2 separate regions of the Sus scrofa genome follow, and region 1 is linked to region 2. The links are chromatin contacts, called in public HiChIP or PLAC-seq maps. All regions are on one chromosome and are shown on one strand. Each heading gives the region's core, a stretch centred on a gene start, on an enhancer-like site or on the middle of the called end of the contact. The rest is flanking DNA. Distances are from core to core; before and after follow the strand shown. Region 1 holds the start of SMC3 (structural maintenance of chromosomes protein 3). Region 2 holds the start of XPNPEP1 (xaa-Pro aminopeptidase 1).

Region 1 (7,433 bases), core at 2,999-5,498, 600 kb after region 2:
AGCCTGGGAACCTCCATATGCCACGGGAATGGCTCAAGAAATGGCAAAAAGACAAAAAAAAAAAAAAAAGATTTCCTTTGATAGAAAAGACATTATGTTACTTTCCACACAGCTGCCAGCCTGTACACCACAGCCACAACAAGGCAGATCCAAGCAGCGTCTGCAACCTACACCATAGCTCACAGCGACGCCAGATTCTTAACCCACTGATCGAGGCCAGGGATTGAGCCAGCATCCTCATGGATACTAGTTAGGTTTGTTACTGCTGAGCCACAGCAGGAACTAAAATGCATTCTTTTTAGTCTTCATCTGGAAGGAGAGCATTTGCACTCAGCAATTCACATTCAAGGTCTTAGCTTAGGGCCACAGTTACCTCTGTCAAATTATCACCTGGAGTACTTAATCCTCTCATCGTTTTTCCCAGGGACTTGCTGGATACAAGTTTGGTTATTAACTATGAACAAAAATAGCTAACATTATCTCTTGTGCATGTTGTTTTACATAAACCATCTCAGTTTATATGCTTAGAAGTCTTAGTAGGTAACAATATTACCCCCAATTTATGGATGAGGAAACAGGGGCTCCAAGAGGTTAATCTTTCCCATGTCTCATTAGCAACTGGAAGAGCTGGGATACAACAAGGGACTCCTGAAGTCCAACACAGCCTACTCACACATGACTCTGTTGAAGCAGTCCTGGTCTCTGCTGCCTGATAGGGCAGAAAGTGCTCCCACTTTAATTGCAGGAAAACAAAGTTCACGTAATAAAATGATGTGTCCCCAGGTTATGGAATTTGTAGGATGAGGTCAACATAAGACCTCTGAGTTTCCAGTCCAGGGTGGAATAAGCACCCTTGCTCCTCACAACTTCATCATAATGAGGAAAGTTCAAGGGAGATCATACTCGTAGCACCTTGAAGCTGGTGAAGAGCTAGCCATACAAATATAAGCAATTATGCTTATTATATGTGTATGTTTAAAGATTAAAGAGATTCCAGGAGGGAGTTCCCATCGTGGCTCGGTGGTTAACAAATCCAACTAAGAACCATGAGGTTGCGGGTTTGATCTCTGGCCTTGCTCAGTGGGTTAAGGATCTGGCATTGCCATGAGCTGTGGCATAGGTTGCAGACTCGGCTCGGATCCCGAGTTGCTGTGGCTCTGGCGTAGGCCAGTGGCTACAGCTCTGATTAGACCCCTAGCCCGGGAACCTCCATATGCCACAGGAGCGGCTCAAGAAAAGGCAAAAAGACAAAAAAAAGAAAAGAGATTCCAAGAGTTCCCATTGTGGCTCAGGGGTAACGAACCCAACGTGTATCCATGAGGACACAGGTTTGGTCCCTGGTCTCACTCAGTGGGTTAAGGATCCAGCATTGCCGTGAGCTGTGGTGTAGGTCACAGACACAACTTGGATCTGCATTGGTGTGGCTGTGGTGTAGGCCAGCAGCTGCAGCTCCGATTCAACCCCTAGCCTGGGAACTTCCATATGCCACGGGTGTGGCCCTGAAAAAAGCAAAAAAATTAAATACGTAAATAAATAAAGAGATTCCACTTGTTAACTTAAAAAAATGCACAACATGAAAGTTGAAAGTTAAGCTTTATTTGGGGTACAATTGGGACTTAAGCTGGGGAGACAGCATCTCAGGTACCACTGAGAAACCAATCCATGGAGGCTAGGGAGTAAGCTAGGATATATGAGTTTTCACAATAAAGGGAAGGTAGTAGGAACAAAAGATTTACGGGTAACCAGATTTACAGAAAAAGATTTACAGAAAACCAGTTTCCATGGGAAGATATAAAGGTCTGGGCTTGCTGGAATCACTCCTTTGATATGCACCTCAGCTACAGGCCAGTCTTCTTTGTTTCTTTCCCGAGTTCCCTCAGGGCTCACTGGCCCACCCTTGGGAGTGACTGTTCTCACAGACGACCATGACATCTTTTGTCCACTAACTACAGCCTAGGAGGCAATATTTCAGAGCCATCTGGACGAGGAAAGGGGGACTATCACTATATAAAGTCATAACGGTGAAAGGGGGAGGCGCAGAAGTTTGCTGCTGGTCTCGTGAAGGTGACCACTAGTCACAGACATCAGTCATCATGGAAGGATTTTAGTGTTTTCTAGATATTAGGACATGCAAGAATTAGGCTCTAAAATCTTCTAAAAATATCTGATTATCAAAGACCTTTTCTTCGGGTTTTCCCAGAGCTCAGTGCCTCACTCCTGGTCTCCACTCAGGGGTTGCTGTGGGTCGGCAGCTGCAGTGCCTCATGTAAAGGCTGATGGCAAGTGCCAAACCTATGTTCACACATTTTTAAAGAGACTTTACGGTTAGTACCTTTCCCCTCCCCACCCCCAAATGTGTATTGAGGAGCATGTTGAATCAATCCAAGGCGGGGTGGAGGGAAAAAAGTAAAAATATTGAAGGAGGTGATGCTATGTGTTAATGAGATGTTCTGAGATTAAAAAACAAAAAAAAAACAACAAAAAAAAAACCCAAAAAACTACAGTACTCATTTGTTTGACTATGAGCAAGTAGGCATTGTGTAGTTTTCTGGTTTATGGTGTCAGTTTCATTTGGGAATGTCCCTTTGCCCCCAGATAGTGCATCACTTGGAGGAACTATTTCTCCCTGTGAAAGGACATCCACCTATTCTGTTAAATGCTTCCCACAAGAGAAGGATGCTGCCATGGTGATAGGAAGTGGGTGGGATGGGTTCCTGAAGACCCTAAATATCCCTGGGCATAAAGGAGCCAAGGCACTGAGATAAATACTTTGCTTTCCTGAACTTGATTGTACCCCCATGCCACAAAAGGAACTCAAGCAGCTGCAGTGACAATACCTGATCCTTAACCTGCTGTGCTGTAAGAGAACTCCTGAAACTTTTCATTAAATAATTACTGAGTACTTTCTAGGAATGAGTTACTAAAGAAACAGCAGAAACGAGATAAACCCTTTCTCTCTTGGATTTATATTGTAGTAGAGACAGAATAAATAATACAAGAATGTTAATTCTCAAATCACCTTTTATATTTTATTTTTATATATTAGTTTTCCACTAATCTTTATTTTTTTCTGCCTGTATAAGTTATATAAACCAATTGGATAAGATTCATTTAGTATGTCTAAATAAGTAAAACTCTCATCACTGTAAAGAACATCATAAATGTTTGGTCACCATGCTTTCATCTATATACCTCTATAATTTAGGTAAATAGAATAGCCTTATGCATTGTTTCTGCAATTCTAAACATGAAAATGGTTTTATCCTCATTTTATAGGTTAGTAAAGAAGACTTAAAACTTCAATATCAATGTGTCTATGATCCCAGAGTTAGAAATCAACAGTATAGAGATGCTAATCCAGTAAATAGGGCTGGAACTGCCCAAGGGCAGTGGGAGGGGTGGTGAGGAGGGACCAACTTGGTTGGCAAGTAACTTCACAGTGGCCCAATTTCTAATCAAATGGTTTTTTCCCTAGGATTGATATACATCAGCTACACCAACGGTTGCCACTGGCGCCTCTTAGCTTTCAGACTGTTAAAAAAAAAAAGCGGGGTTGGGGGGAACTTTTAATCTTATCTAAATCTTGTTGCTGCAGTTGTCCAATCTGCCTAGATTTATAGCAAATAAAGCAGTAACAGCTCCGGAGGTATTAACCATGACATTATTACAACTAATTTTCCAGCGCCAAGTTTACATGGGGCTGTCCTGCGAGTGGACAGTCTAGAGCCATTGAGAGCCGTTCTAAATTTATAAAAGTCCCCGAGTAAGAGAGAATAATGGAACAGCCGGAATTCAGCTCGCCGAACACCGTCCCGCCCCCGATCCTGCATTCAGCAGGTTTGGGGGAATGGCACGACCCGCGCGCGGCGTTGGTTGGGGGGGGACGGGAGTGGTGTCGTCCCATTTTTATACAGTCGGAGACCACGTGACCTCCGCCCCGCACCGCTACTGGCCCTCCGCCTCTAGCTCTCGGCTTTGGCGCCGAACCTTTCCCCCCTTCTGGCCGCAACCATTATCTCTGAGCTCGGAGGAAATACGGGCCAACCACACGATCGAGGCTTTTCTGAATGAAACTTCCGACAATTTCTCCAGAAAAGTTCAGCTAAAAATTGAGGGATCAAGTGAAATACACCTGAAGACATCGTAGAAGGTTCCTTTTGCCAAAAAGAAAGAACGGACCTAACCCTGATTCCCCCTACGCTCCGTGGGGGTCGCGAGGGTGGTTCCGTCCGAGGCGCGGACTCCGCCTCCGCGGGCGCCGCCATTTTGTTTGGCTGGAGGGGAGCGAGCGGCGCTCTGGGGGGAGGGGTCTCCTAGGCTCCTCACCAGACCCCGCGCCCTCGCTGTTGCTTTTTGCGGCGGAGGCCGTCTCCCCGGCTAGGAGCGCCCGGAACCATGTACATAAAGCAGGTGAGGTCTATGTGTCCCTCCTTTCCCCTGCCACGGGCTCGTGAGGACCGCTCTTTGAGGCGAGGATGTCGCGGCCTTTCACATCTCCCCGCAGGGTGGACGCGGGGCTGGACAGGGAGTGTGGGGGAGGGGAGAGGGCCGACCCACTAGCGCAGGGCCGCGGAGAAGTGGGGCTCCTCCCTGCAGCCCCGGCGGCCCTGCAGGGCGCTCGCCTGAGGGGGGCGGGCTCGGGGAGAGGGGTGGAGGGGCTGGCGGGGCTGTCTTGTTGGAGGCACTAGGTCTTCCCGGGTGGGCCGGGGCGGGAGAGGCCCGGGACGGGAAGAGGCTTCGTCCTGCTGCCCTGGGCAGCTCCGCGAGGGCGTTTAGTGTGTGGTGGTGGTGGTGGTGGTGGGGTCTCCCCAGTCCGGGGGCGCCTCTGGGGGTGTCAGCCTAACTGGGGGTTTGCTCCTCCCCGACTTAGCCAAGGAGTGAGAAGGCTCCTCCTTCCTGCACGGTGCGTAGTGCCTCCTCATTCCGTTGTTTACTTCTGTCAAAATGGTCTTCCCGCGCTGGAGTCCACCGCAAAGATGGACCCATTCACGCTCTGCGAGAAGTTTCTCTTGTCGGATGTGTTGGCCTCAGAGCAGCGGTTCCACGAAAGGGATGCTCATTCTGGCTGGGCCGGAGTGTGGCTGGCAGGGACGCCCAGAAAAGCTGGGGCCGGTCTGCAAGTTTGATGTGCTTTTACTACAGCCTTGTAATGCTTAGTGTTCCTACGGACCTTGGGCTTGATTTTGAGAATTTCCTAACAGGTTATTAATTATCGCTCCTAAAAAAGCAACATTGGCAGTGGTTACTGATTTTTTTTTTAAATCACCGTTTTTCCAAAATGAGTTTTTCTTCTCTGAAATGGAAACTTTATTATCTTGCATTAAATGAGAAACCAGGACGGAAAGGTGTGCAAAAAGGTGTTAGTTTAGAGATTATTCCTGGAGTTCCCGTGGTGACTCAGTGGTTAACTAATCCGACTAGGAACCATGAGGTTGCGGTTCGATCCCTGGCCTTGCTTAGTGGCTTAAGAATCTGGCGTCGCCGTGAGCTGTGAGCTGTGGTGTAGGTTGCAGACGCGGCACGGATCCTGCGTTGCTGTGGCTCTGGCTTGGGCCGGCAGCTACAGCTCCGATTCAACCCCTACCTAGCCTGGGAACCTCCATATGCCACGGGAGCAGCCCTAGGAATGGCAAAAAGACAATAAATAAATAAATAAATAAATAGAAGTTATTCCTTTTGGGGTGTGTTTTGATAAATCCCTTTTTTATTTATCAGGTTATTATCCAGGGATTTCGAAGTTACAGAGATCAAACAATTGTAGACCCCTTCAGTTCAAAACATAATGTTATTGGTAAGTGTTCATGGTTTTACTCGATCAGATTTCAATCTATACAGACATTTAAATTCTGTCTCTATTAGGCTACAGACGACCTGTCTTTGAATATTATGTACACTTATATGTATTTTTTCTCTGTGAAATTACTTTTCTGTCTTTGATTTGCACTGATGAAGTTGCTTTCTTTATACATTTAAAATATTGGATAAGGCAATCATAAATTGCTCATTTTTATTCGGTAGTCATGTTGTGTATTTGTGTGGGAAGATCATAAACTTTGGATCATAACAGAATGGGATTCAAATCCCAATGCTGCCATGTATTCCTCAAACTTCACTCCCTGAGGTGCTTCAGTTTTCTCATTTGTACAGTGGAGATAATGATACACATTTTGTAGGGCTGTTGGGAAAATTAAATGAGAAAGCAGTTGTGTGAGGATAAGTTAATCATGATTGCCTTGCAACGTAATATCTAATCCATAAATTCTTTGGATGATAATGTTCCATTTGGCTGATACAGACAGCAAAAATGTTTTGAAATGAGTGCTTGTAGGCCCCAGAAAAGCATAGAATGTGCTGTTGACAAAGACTTATGCTATGCAGTGTCCTCCTTAAAGAGTATGTTGGTATATTTGTCTGCTTAGTTTACCATAACAAAATATCAGAGACTAGGTGGCTTAAACCACAGGGATTAATTTTTTTACTTTTCTGGAGGCCCTACCCCTCACGCTAATAGGACCTTCTTTGAGCCTCTCCCTCTCATCCCCCCAAAAAGGCCCCATCCTCTTAACCTCACATTTACCTCCCAAAGGCCCCCATCTCCAAAAAGCTTCACATAGGGAGTTAGGGATGCAACATATGAATTTGAGGGGGCGACACAATTCAGTCCATAGCATGGGGTGAGATGAGATTGGTATAGAAATCAATAAAGGGTGAACAGTTAATGCTGATGTTCTCAGAAAAACTTTGAGAATCATACTTTATTTTGAATTAAGTAAATAAATAATAAAAGTTTAAAATTGACGGCAGAGAAGAAACCTGCTCTGGATGTGTCAGTTGCAACCTTGTATTTGGAAATAAAGAAAATATGCTTTTCTCCCTGTCTTACCTACTGAAGAATCATTCATAAATTGGTGTCCCATAAGGGTGGCATGATTGTATTAGAGTTTTACATTTTGACTAAAAGTGCCTTCTAATTATCATCAATCAGAAAATCTTTAGATTTGGAGAAAAATGAGTAATTACTAGACTTATTTCCTTAAATGTATACAGTTGTCCCTTGGTATTGGGATGCTGAATCCCTTGTATAAAACTTTTTAAAAAATCTTAAGTCTCTTTGCATGTACTCTGGGTTGCTTATGATACAATGTAAATGTAAGTGGTGGGTTTTTTTGTTTGTTTTTTTTTTTTGTCTTTTTAGGGCTGCACTGGTGACATATGGAGGTTCCCAGGTTAGGGGTCCAATCAGATCTGTAACCTCCAGCGTGCACCAGAGCCACAGCAATGCCAGATCTGAGCCCCGTCTTTGACCTACACCATAGCTCATGTCAACACCAGATCCTTAACCCACTGAGCGAGGCCACAGATCGAACCCACAACCTCATGGTTCCTAGTTGGATTTGTTTCCACTGCACCACAATGGGAACTCCTGTAAGTAG
Region 2 (7,318 bases), core at 1,654-4,153:
ATCCAACTAGGAACCATGAGGTTGCGGGTTCAATCCCTGGCCTTGATCAGTGGGTTAAGGTCCTGTTGTAGCTCAGTGGTTAACAAATCCGACTGGGAACCATGAGGTTGAGGGTTCGATCCCTGGCTTGCTCAGTGGGTTAAGGATCCAGTGTTGCTGTGAGCTGTGGTGTAGGTCGCAGATGCAGCTCGGATCCTGCATTGCTGTGGCTCTGGCGTAGGCCGGTGGCTACAGCTCCGATTTGACCCCTAGCCTGGGAACCTCCATATGCCGCAGGAGTGGCCCAAGAAATGGCAAAAAAACAAAAAGACAAAAAAAAAAAAAGAAAAAAGACAAAGAAAGATAAGAGGAAAGAAGCATGCAGAGAACTTTTTTTTTTTTTGCTTGCTTGCTTGCTTTTTAGGGTCACAACCGTGGCACATGGAAGTTCCCAGGCTAGGAGTCAAATCGGAGCTACTGCTGCCAGCCTACACCACAGCCACAGTAACATGCGATAGGAGCCACGTCTGCAACCTACACCACAGCTCATGGCAATGCCAGATCCTTAACCTACTGAGCAAGTACAGGGTCGAACCAGCATCCCCATGGACACCAGTAAGATTCACTTCCACTCTGTCACAACGGGAACTTGCTGAGAATTTCTTTTTATAAGATGGCTATAGCACATTTCTCTCCCTCTTTTTAAAGAAATCCCAGCAGGGTTGTTACCCTCTGCCTTCCCCCAGCCCATGATGAGAATCATACATGTATATCCCTCAGGATGGAGCAAAACAAGGACCAAGATGCTCAATCGAGCCCTGTGAGGTGAGGCAAGGGCAGAATGGAGGAAGTTCTAGGGTGAAAAAGGAGGCAATGTTATTTTGCCTACCCAGAATCCAACCCTCCTCCTTTTGATCAGAGCACCTTGGTTTTTCCTTCTGAGAGTGTCTCTTCTCCATTTTTAGTCCACAGAGTTAGTTGAAATGAACCTCGCACACTCACACATCAAGTTCTGGATCCCAGGCCTGCTCAAGCCATCCCTCCAACCACAATTACCGGTTCAGGGATGGACATAAGGAACAAAGCAGTCCAGTGAGGATCACATCTGGAATTTCTGCTCCAACCATTAGGTAAAAGGGCCCTGTTTTTGCTGGGACTGTCAGACTAGATCTGTTAAAGGAGAAAATCTGCCTGAGAATGAAGCCAACAGTGAAGAAATCAGAGCCAAGAGGTACCAGAGAGAAGCCAAGTCTGATGCCAGTGCTGGTTTCCTAGATGCCCCTGCACTAGAAGCCGGCTCAACCCCTTACCTAAGTCCATCTAAGGTCAGATTCCATCACCTAAACTGAGTCATATTTACATTGAATGGCACTCAAATTCTGCCAGGAGGGGAGGTACCTGGGGCAAATAGCCTCCCATCTCTCAGCCTTTCAGTGGCCTCTTGTGTGAGGTAAGGAGACTCTATCAGCAAATGCTGAAAGACCCTTGTGCCCCTAAAATGTTGGGATTCCGTGAGCCCATCAAAGACCAACTAGGTCCTCAAAGGCTACTTCTCAGCCTAGGCCCTAACTCATTATCCACTTGTGGTACCCCATTTCCAGCAGCCCTATTCCCATGCAGGTTAGCCGCACCTCAAACACCCTTCCACAGGGCTGGGCAGGTTCTCTACTCATCCCTAACACGCTCTGCGGAAGCCAAGGCCAGGTCAAGTTTGGCCTGAGATCTGTCAGCTCACAAACACAAGCACAAGCCACGGCCTGTGTTCAGCAAGTGAGCCGGGCCATGCTGCCAAGTTTCAACTGGTCAGAGGATGGCTGACCCCATGTAGATTGCCAGGGAATTTGGTTTCTGGCCATTGGGAATTCTCAACATATCTCTCAGTTTGTTAGCTGCTCTGATAAGTACACCTTGATTGTAGGGGAAGACTAGGCTGAAACCTATTCAATGTGAGACCAGCGGATTATCCTTCTCACCTCCCTGCATCCAGGGAGTACCCAGGGCAGGTTACTGGTAGGATGATATCAAAGTATTCCCTTACACGACCTCTGAAACCACTTGGGTAGGGAAGGGCCCGTGGTGGCCTATCCTTGTAGTGGTGACAGATCAGCAAGTCGAACTGCAGGTGTCACATTGTCACGGTTGTACTTTGAAGATTAGATTCTCAGGATAGAGGGGCGAGGGCGAGGTCGAGGGCTCGCCCACCTCCCCGGCCCCGGGAGAAGCCAGAAGGGGTCAATTTCCTCCTATAGCGGGGCCTTCTAGCCTAGCCGAGGAAGGGGCGGCGATGGCCACAGCTCCCTCCGGCCGAGCGCTGCACCTCCGCACACACTCTCGTGCGAGGACGCGGTTCGGGCTGCCCAGGGCTGCCAGAGGCCCCACCGGAAACGAACCGGAACTTGCCCGGCTGCAAGGCTCCCTCCCCTTGCCTTGGCTCGAGGGGCTCCGGCCATCCCTGGCCGGCGCCCGACTGCAGTGGGCTGCCTGCAGCGCCTCACCCGCTTGTCCCTGCCCTGCGGAGTGCAACAGGCGCGCCCGGGCCCCGGGGGCCGCGCGATGCCCGGACGCCGGCTCCCCGGCACATTCCCCTCACCTTACTCGCGGTGCCTTTCTGGAGGCTGCCATTCGGCGGTGACGTGCCCAGGCTCACGTCAGAGGAGCGCAGACCAGCTGATCACCGGTGGGCCTGCGGAAGGAAAGGAGGGGGGCGCGCGCGCCGAGCCGGCCACGCCCCCCTCTGTGGCGTGCGCCGGCGCCGCGGCCCCGCCCACCTTCAGGCCCCGCCCGCCGCTGGGGACGTATCTGCATTCCCACCGCAACCCGCATGGCTTCTTTCCCTTCGGCGAGTTAGGGGATGGAAGCCGTGCAGCGTCGGGTTATTGCTGTTCATTTTTCTCGCCATTCCCCAAAGAGGTAAAAGAAGGGCTCTGTCTGCTGAAGGGATTAAGGCGCGATGAAATTCCCTTCAGGGATTTTCCAGCCTTTAGGAGGAGGACGTGATCAGTTATGGAAGTAGTACCTCAGCGCGGTCTCACTTCCTGAGGCGTTAGCATTTCTCCTAAATCACTCATACAGGCAAAATCCAGCTGCTCACAACACTTGGATAGCTAATAGGCACCTCAAACTTGACATGTATGAATGGCGCTGGTGCCCACCCCCACCCCCCACAACCAACGCACCAAAACAAAGCAAAACCTTGCTCTACCAAGCAATCAGCGACTAGATCTTGGAGTCATCCCTGCCTCCTCTTTCACACTCCACATCCTGTCTTAGAAAATCGTTTTGGCCGCGTCTTCAAGACTGATCTAACCACTTCTCACTACCTGTCCCCCTTGTCCCACCTCTAGGTCTGCATCGCTACTGCCTTGCCCTTGTGATTGATTCCACTGACTTCCCTAATGCCTTGGGCACCCACAAGGTCTAGCCTAAACACAGCAGCCAGGTCAATTCTTTGAAGTCTGAAATCATGCCCCTGATCTACTTAGCACTTTCTGATGGTTCCTCATTTCACTCAGGCTAAAAGCTCTGCTTGCTTTGCCCCTAACCATTTCCTTCTGTTTCCACACTGTTCACTCTGTCGCAATGAACCTGATCTCCTTGCTATCCTTGATAAAGCCAGGCATCCTTATGCCCCAGGGCCTTTGGACTTGTTCTTCCCCAAATACCCAAGCTCCCTTCCTTACCTTTTCCTCACTTTGCCTTCAAATCTTTGCTCAAGTATTACCTTTTCAATGGACCCACCCTGATCACCCTATTTAAATCTGTAAACAGCCCCCAAGGTGGCTAATCCTCTTACACTGCTGTTTTTTTCAATAGCACTTATTACCTTTTAACATGATAAAGAATGTATTTATGTGTGTTGTATTCTGCCCCCCACCTTACACACACACACACACGTGCACATGTGCCATTGTCATTAGTATAGTATAGTAATATAAACTGTGTTTTTTAATGATGAGCAAAACCTGACCTGTAGTAAGTGCTCATTACATATTTTTTTGCATGAGTGAATGTTCTCAGAATGTGCAGTACTTAAGGGTAGGAACGCTGGCTCTCTTGTTCATTTTTATGACCCTGGTGCTTAGAGCAGCATCTGGCACTGAGTCAGCGCTTCAGATATATTTGCTAAATGACAGTGACCATCTTTTTAAAGCCATCTACTCGTCTTGCTTTGACCTTGGGGAAGGCCTTATACACCTGTATCAAGTAGGTTCTGCTTCCTGCAAGAGCTTGGAGTTCTAGTTGTTATTCAATAAGCATTTAGACAAACTAAATTGGGCCTGTAGAAAAAGTATGAAAGAACTAAAAGATGTGGCACCTTGGAAAGTAGCAGATGTCTGTTCTATTTCCCCGACTTTATGGAGTCAGAAAAAAAAAAAAAAAAAGATTGTAAATAAAATGACTGGTTCCAGCCCACATCTGAAAAATGGTGGGAAAGATCAAGTTATGAGAGAAAAAAAAGATGTCAGAGAGACAGATAAGTGGGACCTAGAAGGAACAGGTATTTCGTAATCACATCGCCTAGGAGGAGTCTGCTCAGGATTGATCACATCTGGCTTTAGCGGAGAGAGAGAAATACTTTGTGTTCCCTGAACCGGATTTGAATTTCTATTTGCAGGATAGCAAATCACCCTCCCCTTCTTGAATTTCTCTCAGGAAAACCACGGGGAGAAATTGTTGAGCTGAATTATCACCAGAGGGTGAAAACGCTCGGTTTCTTTCAGGCTCTTCTCCTGGCTCCCCAGTCCTACATGTTTGAAAAGGCGGAACAGTCACACTAACATTTACTGAGAGCTATGTGCCTAGCCCACAACATCCTAATGAGTAAAGGACTGCAATCCTCATTTTACTGGTTGAGGAGACAGATTTGCAGATTGTCACTTGCCCAAAGTCCAAAAGATAGTGGTTGGAATGTAGTATACATTCAAGCATCAGGTGGATTCCTAGCTCCCAAACACTTAATCACTAAGTTATGAGGAAAGAACCCTAGAGGTCACTCATCCAACCTTCTGGTCCACACAGTGGAAGGAAGGAGGCAACTGGATTCAATAATTTATCATTCAAATTCAGACTGGTTGGGGTTTTTAATTTTTTAAATTATGGTTGCTTTACAATGTTGTGTCAATTTCTGCTGTACCGCAAAGTGACTCAGTCATATATATACATTCTTTTCACATATTATCTTCCATCATGTTCTATCACAGGAGACTGGATACAGTTTTCTGTGCTACACAGCAGGATCTAGTTGCTTATCCATCCTAAATGTAATAGTTTGCATCTACTAACTCCAAACTCTCCCAGTCCATCCCACTCCTTCCGCCTCCCCTTTGGCAACCACAAGTCTTTTCTCCATGTCTATGAGTCTGTTTCTGTTCTGTAGATAGGTTGATTTGTGCCACATTTTATTTTTATTTTTTTAAAGACACAGTGCAAATGGCTTTTACCTTTATTGATTGATTGATTGATTTCTGCTTTTTTAGGGCCTTACATGTGGCATATGGATGTTCCCAGGCTAGGGGGTAGAATCAGAGCTCCAACTGTCAGCCTACATCACAGCTCATGGCAATACCAAGTAAGGCTGGAGATAGAACCCACACTCTCATGGATACTAGGGATACTAGTTGAGTTCGTTTCTGCTGCTCCACAACTGGAACTCCTATGCCACATTTTAGAACCCACATATAAATGATATCATATAGTATTTGTCTTTCTCTTTCTGTCTTAATTCACTTAGCATGAGAATCTCTATTTGCATCCATGTTGCTGCAAATAGCATTATTTTGTTCTTTTTATGGCTGAGTAGTATTCCATTATGTATATGTACCACATTTTTTAATCCATCCATATGTCAATGGACATTCAGGTTGTTTCCATGCAGACCTTTTTTTTTTTCTTTTTAGGGCTGCATTTGTGGCATATGGATGTTCCCAGGCTAGGGGTCCAACCAGAGCTACAGCTGCCCGCCCATACCATAGCTGACAGCAACACGGGATCCAAGCTGCATCTGCAACCCACACCACAGCTCAGGGCAACACCAGATCCTTAACCCACTGAGCAAGGAAAAGGGATCAAATCCGAAACCTCATAGTTCCTAGTTGGATTCATTTCTGCTGCACCACAAAGGGAACTCCTGGATTGGTTTTAAATGTAGCCAGAAACATTGTGTGTGGAAACATGTTGTGGATTGAACTGTGTTGTCCCCAAATTCACATGTTGGTGCCTATCAGTATGTCAAAACGTGATCTTATTTGGAAATGGGGTCCTTGTAAATGTAGTTAAGATGAGGTTGTACTGTGGTAGAGGGGACCCCTAATCCAAATCACTGGTGTCCTTATAAAAAGAGGAAATCTAGACACAGAGAAAATGTAATGTGAAGATGACAACAAAAAGCAGAGCAATGCATCTACAAGTCAAGGAATTCCAAGACCAAAAGAGGAGAGAGGCATGACCCCTGGGAAGGAACCAACATTGAGGATTCCTTGATCTGGGTCTTCTAGTCTCCAGAACTGTGAGACAATAAATTTCTGTTTAAGTCACCCAGTATCCAGTAGTTTGTTATGAGAGCGCTAGGAAACAGTACAAAATGGGTTCTAAATGTCCAGGTCTATGAATTGTGCAACTGTTAATCCAGCCACACAACCTTCATCCATTATCATTCTGGTAACCATCCTCCTATTTCCCTCTGTGGACCCATCCCTTCCTCTCTCATTCTCAGTCTGTTATTTGGTGAAACACTTGGATTCTAAGAGTCTATCATGACCCAGGCACGAGCCATCATGATAGGCTTAGAAATGTCTTTGACACAAGTATAACGAAATTTCCATGGTGAATACTGGAAGAGGGCCTTTTTCTCCTTTGCCAGGCAAGAACCTAGATGCATCCCACTCTGGGACTGCTGCCTCTACATGCAAGATGTGAATGGCACCAAAGCAGCAGAAGGCAGAACGGAGAAAGAGAAGCAGAAACCTCCTAAAATGGTTTAAGCCCTGAACCCTGCCAGGCCCAAAAACAGATCTCCCACTGGATTTTGCAGATGTCAACCAAAAACTTTCCTTTTGTGCTTAAGTCACTTTGACATGGATTTTCTGCCACTTGCTATCAAAAGATTCCTCACTGAATCATTTAAGTTACCTTCCATCTGTACAACTGGTTTATGTGCATGAAGTAGATAAAACTGTATTAACATCAACAATCATGAACTAAGAAATGGAAAACGTAGATTATAAAGAAGTAGATAAGATGTAATATCCCATTTTTATAATTACATATACATGTACCTATACTTATATAAATATATTTTTTAGAATACAAGAAAAATGACCCACAAAACATAACAATGCCT

What was found. HiChIP or PLAC-seq counts read pairs in DNA pulled down with a chosen protein or histone mark.
Region 1: a contact with region 2 is called in an H3K27ac HiChIP or PLAC-seq map of skeletal muscle, with 2.8 times the contacts expected there. The contact joins the promoter of SMC3 here to the promoter of XPNPEP1 in region 2. A contact is called at or near these places in 1 of 47 Hi-C or Micro-C datasets (heart right ventricle) and 1 of 2 datasets of contacts at active chromatin or transcription factors (skeletal muscle).

Annotation. Positions count from the first base shown.
Region 1 is chr14:120,965,381-120,972,813 of Sscrofa11.1, forward strand. SMC3 (structural maintenance of chromosomes protein 3) reads left to right here and starts at 4,249. Exons shown (of 29, transcript XM_005671452.3): 1 at 4,249-4,410; 2 at 5,716-5,791. The coding sequence starts at 4,396.
Region 2 is chr14:120,365,092-120,372,409 of Sscrofa11.1, forward strand. It overlaps XPNPEP1 (xaa-Pro aminopeptidase 1), which reads right to left and starts at 2,904. Exons shown (of 21, transcript XM_003133180.6): 1 at 2,570-2,904. The coding sequence starts at 2,601.